Regions from separate parts of the Hordeum vulgare genome. Here region 1 is linked to region 2. The links are chromatin contacts, called in public Hi-C maps. All regions are on one chromosome and are shown on one strand. Each heading gives the region's core, a stretch centred on a gene start, on an enhancer-like site or on the middle of the called end of the contact. The rest is flanking DNA. Distances are from core to core; before and after follow the strand shown.

Region 1 (4,620 bases), core at 1,247-3,746, 420 kb after region 2:
ATTCATGGCATAATCTATATAAGCCATGGCTAGGACATTGGGTTTAAGATCTCCCACTTTATAAGAACTCTCTCTCTCTCTATCTCTCACGCACTTTCTCTTGCGAACTCAGTCGCATGAATGATAATCTTCATATGCAAGAACACAACATACATGAGCATGGTTGTTACCTCCACCGCTGAGGGACATGAACTTTTTCTAACTTCTCGTGTTACCCATTTGCACCTCCATAGATCTAAGCTCCGTTCATATACCTCTCATACTGTCAGATTTAGAACCACGACAAGCAGGGTGGTTCCGTGGAGGGTAAATTCATGTCCTTTAGTGTTAGATTGATTATCACTAACTCGTGTGTATCTTCCATCACGACGTACTCGATGGGGATGATTCTGTGGGTAGACAGGTCCATACCAAGTTTGACAAAGTACATCCAGGTTTTTACGCAAATACCACATGATCAAGTGGGAAGGCATCTACATCCTAAAAACCTTGGGGAATGTGGGCGTTATGAAATCTAATGTCATGAATACTGCACTTGTGGACAAGCGGGGCGATAAAATGAATCAGAATGCCACAAGGATTTCGGTGGGACTCCTAATGCCAAGCAACCCCCTTGTCCACTTTGTTCGAATCGTCAATGCACAACTTTTGTTTTGAAATGGAATCCAAGGAGGTTAAGATTGCATTTTTCTTGGGGCAAGTTTAAGATAAACAACAACCATTCAACTAGGTTTGGGGTACAATTATTCCCTAGGGCCATGCCTCTGTGGCCTAGTTTCACACTCTGTTCATTATTGCGATGGACCTTACCATCTCGGTGGGCGAGGCTTTATGCGAGGGCACCAACAACATTACCTTCTAGAGGGCTCCCTCCTCGCTCGAGGCTGGTATATGGGACTTGTTGCTCGAGATTTGGCTAATGTAATATTCATAGACGAAGCCGACTCTGTCTCCTTTAACGAGGTGTCCTACTCCTGAGAATCAACGTGTTTCTATGTGAGCTCTTAAGAAACCATCTTCCTACACCAATGCACATTGCTAAGTTCAACGGGTCGTTTGATGGCACTTGCACTTTATGTGGCCAAATGGAGAGCACTCACCACATTTTGTTCCATTTCTGTTAGTTGAAGTTGTGTGGAGTTGTGCACGGAAGGAATTAAATTATGTTGTGATAGGACCCCCTCCCTTAGTGTTCGAACTTGTGGGTATAGGGTTGGGCCTTCATGCTATGTGCAAAGAGTTGTTTGACATTGTTTTTGCCACCCTAGTGCGGGCTTCATGGATTATATTCCATAAACTTGCTATTGAAAATGTTGTTACTTTCAATCTGGATAATTGTATTTTCAATTGTGTTTTCCCCTCCAGCTATGGGCACCACTCGGGAGATGAACGACATGGCTAGTGTGACCAAAGCGTTTTACAAACTTAAACATATCCATGCCATCAAAAGGGGGAAGGGCGATGACCACCTATGGTGCCACGTAGTGTCTTCCGTATTTCAGAACCAAAACATACTCTATGTAAGCAGTTGCTCTTTATCCGTTAGTTTCTAGCGTTTGGAAGCTCATCCCACTTTTTTGTGTGTAAATTTGGTTGTTAAGATTTTCTAACTCACTAGCCTTGTTACGTGTACGGTTTTTGCCCTGTTTTCCTCATAAACGGTGTCAACTTGTTTAGATTTTTGATCCAATTTTCTTATAAACTGGATCAGCGAAATCTCAAGGAATGATTTTTGCTTTTGGTAAAAAATTTAGCAATATATATTCAGGCGGGAATCCTCCTCCTCGTGATCATTAAACAAAACAAAACTCACTAGACTTAGTTTGGACTTTGTAAATTTAAAGCCGATGGTTGCTTGCGCTTTCTTTTTTTTTAGATTGCATTGAAAATGAAGTTCATCACAATTGTAAGCAAAATATTTCATATGAAGCAAAACTAAAAGACTTTGGAAACGAATTTAGTTTCTAAAGGAAGCAACTTACTCCCCCGCTTAAGATGTTTTGGATATTTCAATGTGAGCTAGATATGAATTAGATGAGTGAACAAACGTACTAAAACGTGTCTACGTGCATCTAATTTTAAAAATATATTATCTTTTTTGAATTAATTGTTTTAGATTTTTCAAGATATGGATGTATCTAACACACACTAAAGCGATTTGTATCTAGACAAATCTGAGTCAACTAATTCGGCCATGAAATCACATTTTGCTGGAGCCATTAGTTTCCTCAACTCCCGAAATTAGTTTCCAAAAACTGAAGAAAGTTAAATTGGCCAGTAGTTAATATAGCAAATTGCACGTAATTAGCGTTAACCATTTTCAGTGCTTGAAAACTGTACACCAGAGACGTGCACGGGCCACCATGCTCGTCCAACGACCGCCACGCGTCTTGACGCCGGCTAGGTGGGTACGAGCCGCTGTCGTCGGGTCTTCCACCACCACCATCCGATGCCATCCAACGGCCCATGCCCGCCCCACTCTGCCGCGGCTTCTATATAATCCCGAGCCCACGATCCTGGTCCTCCCCCCTACGCCGTGCTGTGCTCGAGTGTCAACGTCATCCCGTAGCCCCGCCGCCGCCTCCGCCACAAGCGAACAAGGTGAGGCGCCCCTCCTCCCGCCAGTCTTCTTCTTCATTTTGCTTACGCTCGTTCCGATCTAGTAGGCGGCTTCATTTTGCTTCCGTTTCCATCGTGCGGTCCGATCTGGTACGCGTTTGTTGTGCCTGTCGCTTAGGGCTTTAGAAACGGGCCTCGTCTTGATCCGCCGCCCCGGTACTTCGCGGTGAAATTTGCGCTTAATTTCTTGTCAACTTGTTGTCTAGAGGAAGTGCCGCCCAGGTTCGCGGCGACCAGCTAGATCCTCGTGATTGGGGATTTCGCCACCCTTTTTTCTCTCTGAAATCCTTTCGAGATTGGGTGTACTGCGGCCATTATTCATCCTGTGAACCAGTCGAGAGATTTGATATTAGTAGTGATCTGTATGTGCTTATTCTGTACGCAGAGATTAATAGTACCCGGTCCATTTATCTGGGATTTGGTGCCGAACAATGGATTGCGAGTGGTAGTTTGGTCACAGTACAATTGGATTGGTGCCTTATGCTGCGAAATAGTGGCTGCGATTTAGTTGCTGGACAGTGGCTGAACAGTTTGGTCACAGCGCAATTGGATAGGTACCTTGTGCTGTGAATAATAGTGATTTATGTTGTTCTTAGGACCTTGTCCTGGGAAGAATAGAATTTATACTGCTGTGTCCCGAGGTGCTGATTCGCAAGTTACAGCCCTGCGCGTTGAGTGCACTGGTTGATTCTTTTATTCGTGGAATCTTGTCCTGTTTGTGCAACTTGATTATTGTAGGCCGCTTTGGTTAGGGTATCTGTATTTCATGTCCCTACCACTGCCTACTTTTTACAATAGGGAGGAGAATGACTTGTGGGCATTCACACAACTGCTAAAACTCACGAGCAGCTCATTTCATTAGAGTTTAAGAAAGTAAAATAGTTTGTATGTATGTCGAATATGGTATTTCAAATCCAAGTTTCTAACCTCTAGAGTGTTTTCCTTTTATGGCAGTTCTTATGTTCTGAGACACTGATCACGTTTTGTGTAGGCCAAAGAAGATGGCTGAAGTTGAAACCTTTCTCTTCACATCTGAGTCTGTCAATGAGGGGCACCCTGACAAGCTCTGTGACCAGATATCTGATGCTGTGCTAGATGCATGCCTGGCTGAAGATCCTGACAGCAAGGTTGCTTGTGAGACATGCACCAAGACCAACATGGTCATGGTTTTCGGTGAGATCACTACCAAGGCCAATGTTGATTATGAGAAGATTGTCAGGGACACTTGCCGTGGCATTGGTTTTGTGTCCAATGATGTAGGGCTTGATGCTGACCACTGCAAGGTACTTGTCAACATTGAGCAGCAGTCCCCTGACATCGCTCAGGGTGTCCATGGCCACTTTACCAAGCGGCCTGAGGAGATTGGCGCTGGTGACCAGGGCCATATGTTTGGATATGCAACTGATGAGACTCCTGAGTTCATGCCCCTCAGCCATGTTCTTGCTACCAAGCTTGGAGCTTGTCTCACCGAGGTTCGCAAGAACGCGACCTGCCCGTGGTTGAGGCCTGATGGCAAGACCCAGGTGACTGTGGAGTATCACAATGACAATGGTGCCATGGTCCCTATACGTGTCCACACTGTGCTCATCTCTACCCAGCATGATGAGACAGTGACCAACGATGAGATTGCTGCTGATCTGAAGGAGCATGTGATTAAGCCTGTCATCCCAGAGCAGTACCTTGATGAGAATACCATCTTCCATCTCAACCCATCTGGCCGCTTTGTCATTGGTGGACCTCATGGCGATGCTGGTCTCACTGGCAGGAAGATCATCATTGACACTTATGGTGGCTGGGGAGCTCATGGTGGAGGCGCTTTCTCTGGCAAGGACCCAACCAAGGTTGACCGCAGTGGTGCATATATTGCAAGGCAGGCGGCGAAGAGCATTGTCGCCAGTGGCATTGCCCGCCGCTGCATCGTCCAGGTGTCTTATGCTATTGGCGTGCCTGAACCACTCTCTGTCTTTGTTGACACATACGGCACGGGCAAGATCCCTGACA
Region 2 (4,124 bases), core at 1,101-3,600:
GAGAACCTACGTCTTTAGAGCAAAGCAATGACTTCACAAAATATATTGTTGAAGTTCCTTTTGCCTTGTTAGGAAAGAGAAATATAATAAAGAAGTTTTGACCCATAGGAAGTTGGAAGATGGATGGAGACCATCGATAAAGATTAGTATCAACATCATCGCGTGTGATGCTGTGTGTGATCTATGTGCAAGTGTATCCATAATTCTTAAGAAAGTATGGAATGCACTTGGATTAAAACCTCTTACTAAATATGAGCTTAACGTTCACTTGGGAGAGAGCACCACAAATAAACCTATTGGAAAAGTTGAATATATGGTGGCTGTTGATATGAATGATGTACTTGTAGATTTTATTGTTATGGATATGGAGCCTAACCGTTTATGCCCAATTATCTTGGGAAGACATTCCTAAGAATTGTAGAGGCAATCATTGACACAAAGAGGGGTCAATGACATTTCAATCCCCAATCAGGAAAGGCTCATAATATTTTCCAAGAAAGAGAAACAAAAAAGGTTATGAAATCTTGTTGGGACTAAATATATCTATGGGAAGTGGAGAATAGAAAACTTGAATGTCCTAAAAAAACTATCATGCCTAGGTCAAAGACATAAAGAAAGCGCTTCTAATTACTTGTTGATTTCGTCCTCATTGCAGTTTGTTGCCTTCGGGGAAGCTCCAAAGAGGGGAGTCCCGGTTTCATTGTTGCTGCGGGACTCCAAGGATTCACTTGCAGCCCCGGCAAGGGATTCCTTCATATTCAGATCGCCAGCTATAACCATGGTTGTGCTCGATCTTTTGGTGGTCTCTCTATGGGTCATAACTTCCGATGATTCTTTCTTTGCTCCTAGTGATGCTCGATCATATGGTGGATCCTCCTCCTAATATGTGGCAAATGAACCCTAGATCCCACGATTATCTTACCGTTAACTTTTTTTTTCGCATCTGACACCTGTCCTTCATCCGACACATGGTGCAGTTGCAATGCTTTTCTTCCTTGTGTTGTGGATACACAAATCTATTCCGCTCAATTCCTTCCTAGATTCCTTCATTACTGCCCACACATGGATAGTAGATATCTATTTTCCCATGGCTTCCTCAATTCTGAAAGGATCTTCCGCAAAGAAGATCTCGAGATGTTATTTTCTCCCTAATTTTCCTCGCAACGAATCCTCCCGATATGTCACGCTCGAAATTGGTTGCTGCCATCGCAAGATTGCCGTCGACTGCGTTCGAGCTAACGCTAGACGTGGCGAGTCTTGAACATATCATGTTTCACAATGTTGAAGTACATATCCACTAGGGGTGAATAATCGGATCTAATCACGAAGGTGATGAAACTATCAAAGAAAATAAGTTTGGTCGAAGTAAGATACGAGTATAATAGTATCTTGATCCATAAAAAGAAGGATAGTATTACCAAAAAACGATGTTAAAGGGGAAAGTTTCCTTCCTTGACTTTCATTGTTATTAGGTAGGCGGGGGAGACAGAGCCCATGCTTCTTAAGCGAAAGCATTGCACACTTGCTATTGCTCTATGAATTTCTCCCCGGCGTACTATTACACACCGTACTAACTAGTGAATGTGAGACAATTATTTCAGGAGACAAAAGGTGGTTATGAGACTAATTCTACTCTAACTCACAATGCATCAAATGTTTATGTTGATGCATTGTGTTATTTTTAGAGGAGTGCGATGTTTCAGTCGATAGTAAGATAAATGTGATTATTTTCAATTTTGAACTCCAAGACTCTGGTTTTCAACGCGTGCGTAGGTTGCGGTGTGTGTGTGTGCGCGCATGTTTACCTACGTTGTACTTCGCCTTCCTCAGCAATTTGTGTTAGCATTTCCCCCCTGATACAGTACAAGAATCATGTCCTACTAGGAACATGATTCCTCAATTTCCCCTCTTTGCTCTTAATTTGCTTTCGCGTTCCTTTTGGCCAAAAAGCAAATCCCACCCAAAAGCTGCACAATATCCATCCATCCACAAACGAAACCACCCCACCCCATGCCAACTCACTACTACTACGGCGTAAGCAATAACCACTTAACTGACCCTGTGACACATGAGCTCAGCCGGTTTGTTCCAAGTCCTACCCCCGCGGCGCACCACCGACACTCCCCTCCCCCGACCCCATCCGATCTATTCTCACCCCCGCCCGACAAATCATGGCCTCGCTTTGCACTGTTAAATCCCCGCCCTTTACTTATCACCACGCCGCTGTAGGAGTGTACCCTATTCCGCACTCATTTTACACTCCTTGGAAACGGAAGGAATCCATGGCGCACAAAACCCTACTACCATGTGCAGCTGCGCCTCCCACCCCTTTTATAAAACCCCGCACACACACTCCATCCCCCAAAGCAGCTCCCCCCAGTCCCCCACCCAGCTCGCTCCACACTGCCCGGCCCGCAGCCCCTGGCGCGCTAGCTTGCTCTAGCTAGGCCAGCAAGGTCGCGCGCGCGCCATTAATCTTCCTCGCCCGCGGCATTGCCTCGTCCCGGCCGGCGGCGAGGGGATCCAGCTTTGGCCAAGGGCTTAGCAGGCGAGCGATGGACGCGGCGGTGGGGCTGCCGGACGCGTGGTCGCAGGTGCGGGCGCCGGTGATCGTGCCGCTGCTGAAGCTGGCCGTGGCGGTGTGCCTGCTCATGTCGGTGCTGCTCTTCCTCGAGCGGCTCTACATGGCGGTGGTCATCGTCGGGGTGAAGCTCCTCGGCCGCCGCCCGGAGCGGCGGTACAAATGCGACCCCATCTCCGAGGACGACGACCCGGAGCTCGGCAGCGCCGCCTTCCCCGTCGTGCTCGTCCAGATCCCCATGTTCAACGAGCGGGAGGTACCACTACATTTCCCGCCCCCATTGCCATTGCCATTGCCGCCAACCCCGCTCGAGCTCCAGTGTCCAGCCCCCCCGCTTCAGTGTTCTAACTCACTCATTGGTTCTTGTAGCATTTAACATTTATTTTCCCCATTTCGTGCATGGTGGTACGTGCAGGTGTATCAGCTGTCGATCGGCGCGGTGTGCGGGCTGTCGTGGCCGTCGGATCGGTTGGTGGTGCAAGTGCTGGACGACTCCACGGACCCCCTCATCAAGGTGAGACGACGAGATCTTATCCCCGCCCCGCTCTCGTGTCCAACAGTACAACTAGTGGCGCCAGTAGTACCGGCCTCGGTAATTATGGAGCCTCATGTTCACCTGTCGGTGACATCCCCACCCCCAATCCATCCATCCGTCCGTCCACACGAACCGAACCTCGAAGCTCCCGGGATTCCCTCTCACTCCGCACTCCCCTTTACGTTTTTTTCCCAACGGAAAAGCCGTGACACCCGGGCCGCGCTCTGCAGTGCCAGCCTCCGACCGGCCTTGTCTTTTAGACACGTCGCCCTGAGCCACTGCCTCGCGGTCGCCGTCACGGCACAGGGCTTCTCCCTGTTCATAAATCATAATTATAGTTCGATGCCCCAGCTCTGAGCGAGATTTGGTTGGCAATAATTCTCAGTTTCACCCTAGTAGCAAATCTAACCATGTGCGGCTCTTTACAGGTTTCTTTATACACTTGTGTCCAGTCAATTCAGACGCGTGTTTAGGAGGAGTAACAGTTGACACGCTTGCTTGCGCCCGTCGGTGGCCAAGCGATGTTGCGTGCGCGTACGCACGTCTCTCCGTTTCCGTGATCGGAAAACAGGGGAGGGGTGGCAAGGATCAAAACCGTTTCCCATTTTTATCCAGCCTGCAAAACGCAATGCCTGTCTCGGCAATCGAGGAACAAAGGCCGAAAAAAAAAATGTGGGCATCTTTCATTCGCGCGCGAAGGAACGACTACCGATGGTTTTGGCGGGGAGAGAGATATAGCAAGAGGGCGCGCGGGGTCCTGCGTCGTTAATTGGAGATTGGGTGCGCATTAAATGCGCCCAACGGTTTGACCGACGGCCCATTTTTATCTTTTTTTTTAACGGGAGCTGGCACTTGTCAGAGTATTTTCTTTCTTTCTTTTATTTGTTTATTTATTATTACGGTATTCCATGAGGTAATTTATTTAAGAGATGGAAAATAAAATAAACGGGAGCAAGGCAAAGCAACCCCCCCTGCGCGGGGCAGGCGGTTATTCCCCTGGAAATCACG

Evidence for each region. A called contact is a pair of places that touch in the nucleus more often than the background predicts.
Region 1: a Hi-C map of leaf shows a contact between it and region 2, with 3 times the contacts expected there. The contact joins the promoter of LOC123405986 here to the promoter of LOC123401532 in region 2. A contact is called at or near these places in 3 of 6 Hi-C or Micro-C datasets (leaf and seedling) and 1 of 1 datasets of contacts at active chromatin or transcription factors (embryo).

Annotation. Positions count from the first base shown.
Region 1 is chr6H:159,071,681-159,076,300 of MorexV3_pseudomolecules_assembly, forward strand. LOC123405986 (S-adenosylmethionine synthase 4) reads left to right here and starts at 2,497. Exons shown (of 2, transcript XM_045099492.1): 1 at 2,497-2,601; 2 at 3,611-4,620. The coding sequence starts at 3,621.
Region 2 is chr6H:158,649,182-158,653,305 of MorexV3_pseudomolecules_assembly, forward strand. LOC123401532 (glucomannan 4-beta-mannosyltransferase 1) reads left to right here and starts at 2,351. Exons shown (of 9, transcript XM_045095360.1): 1 at 2,351-2,837; 2 at 2,997-3,095. The coding sequence starts at 2,556.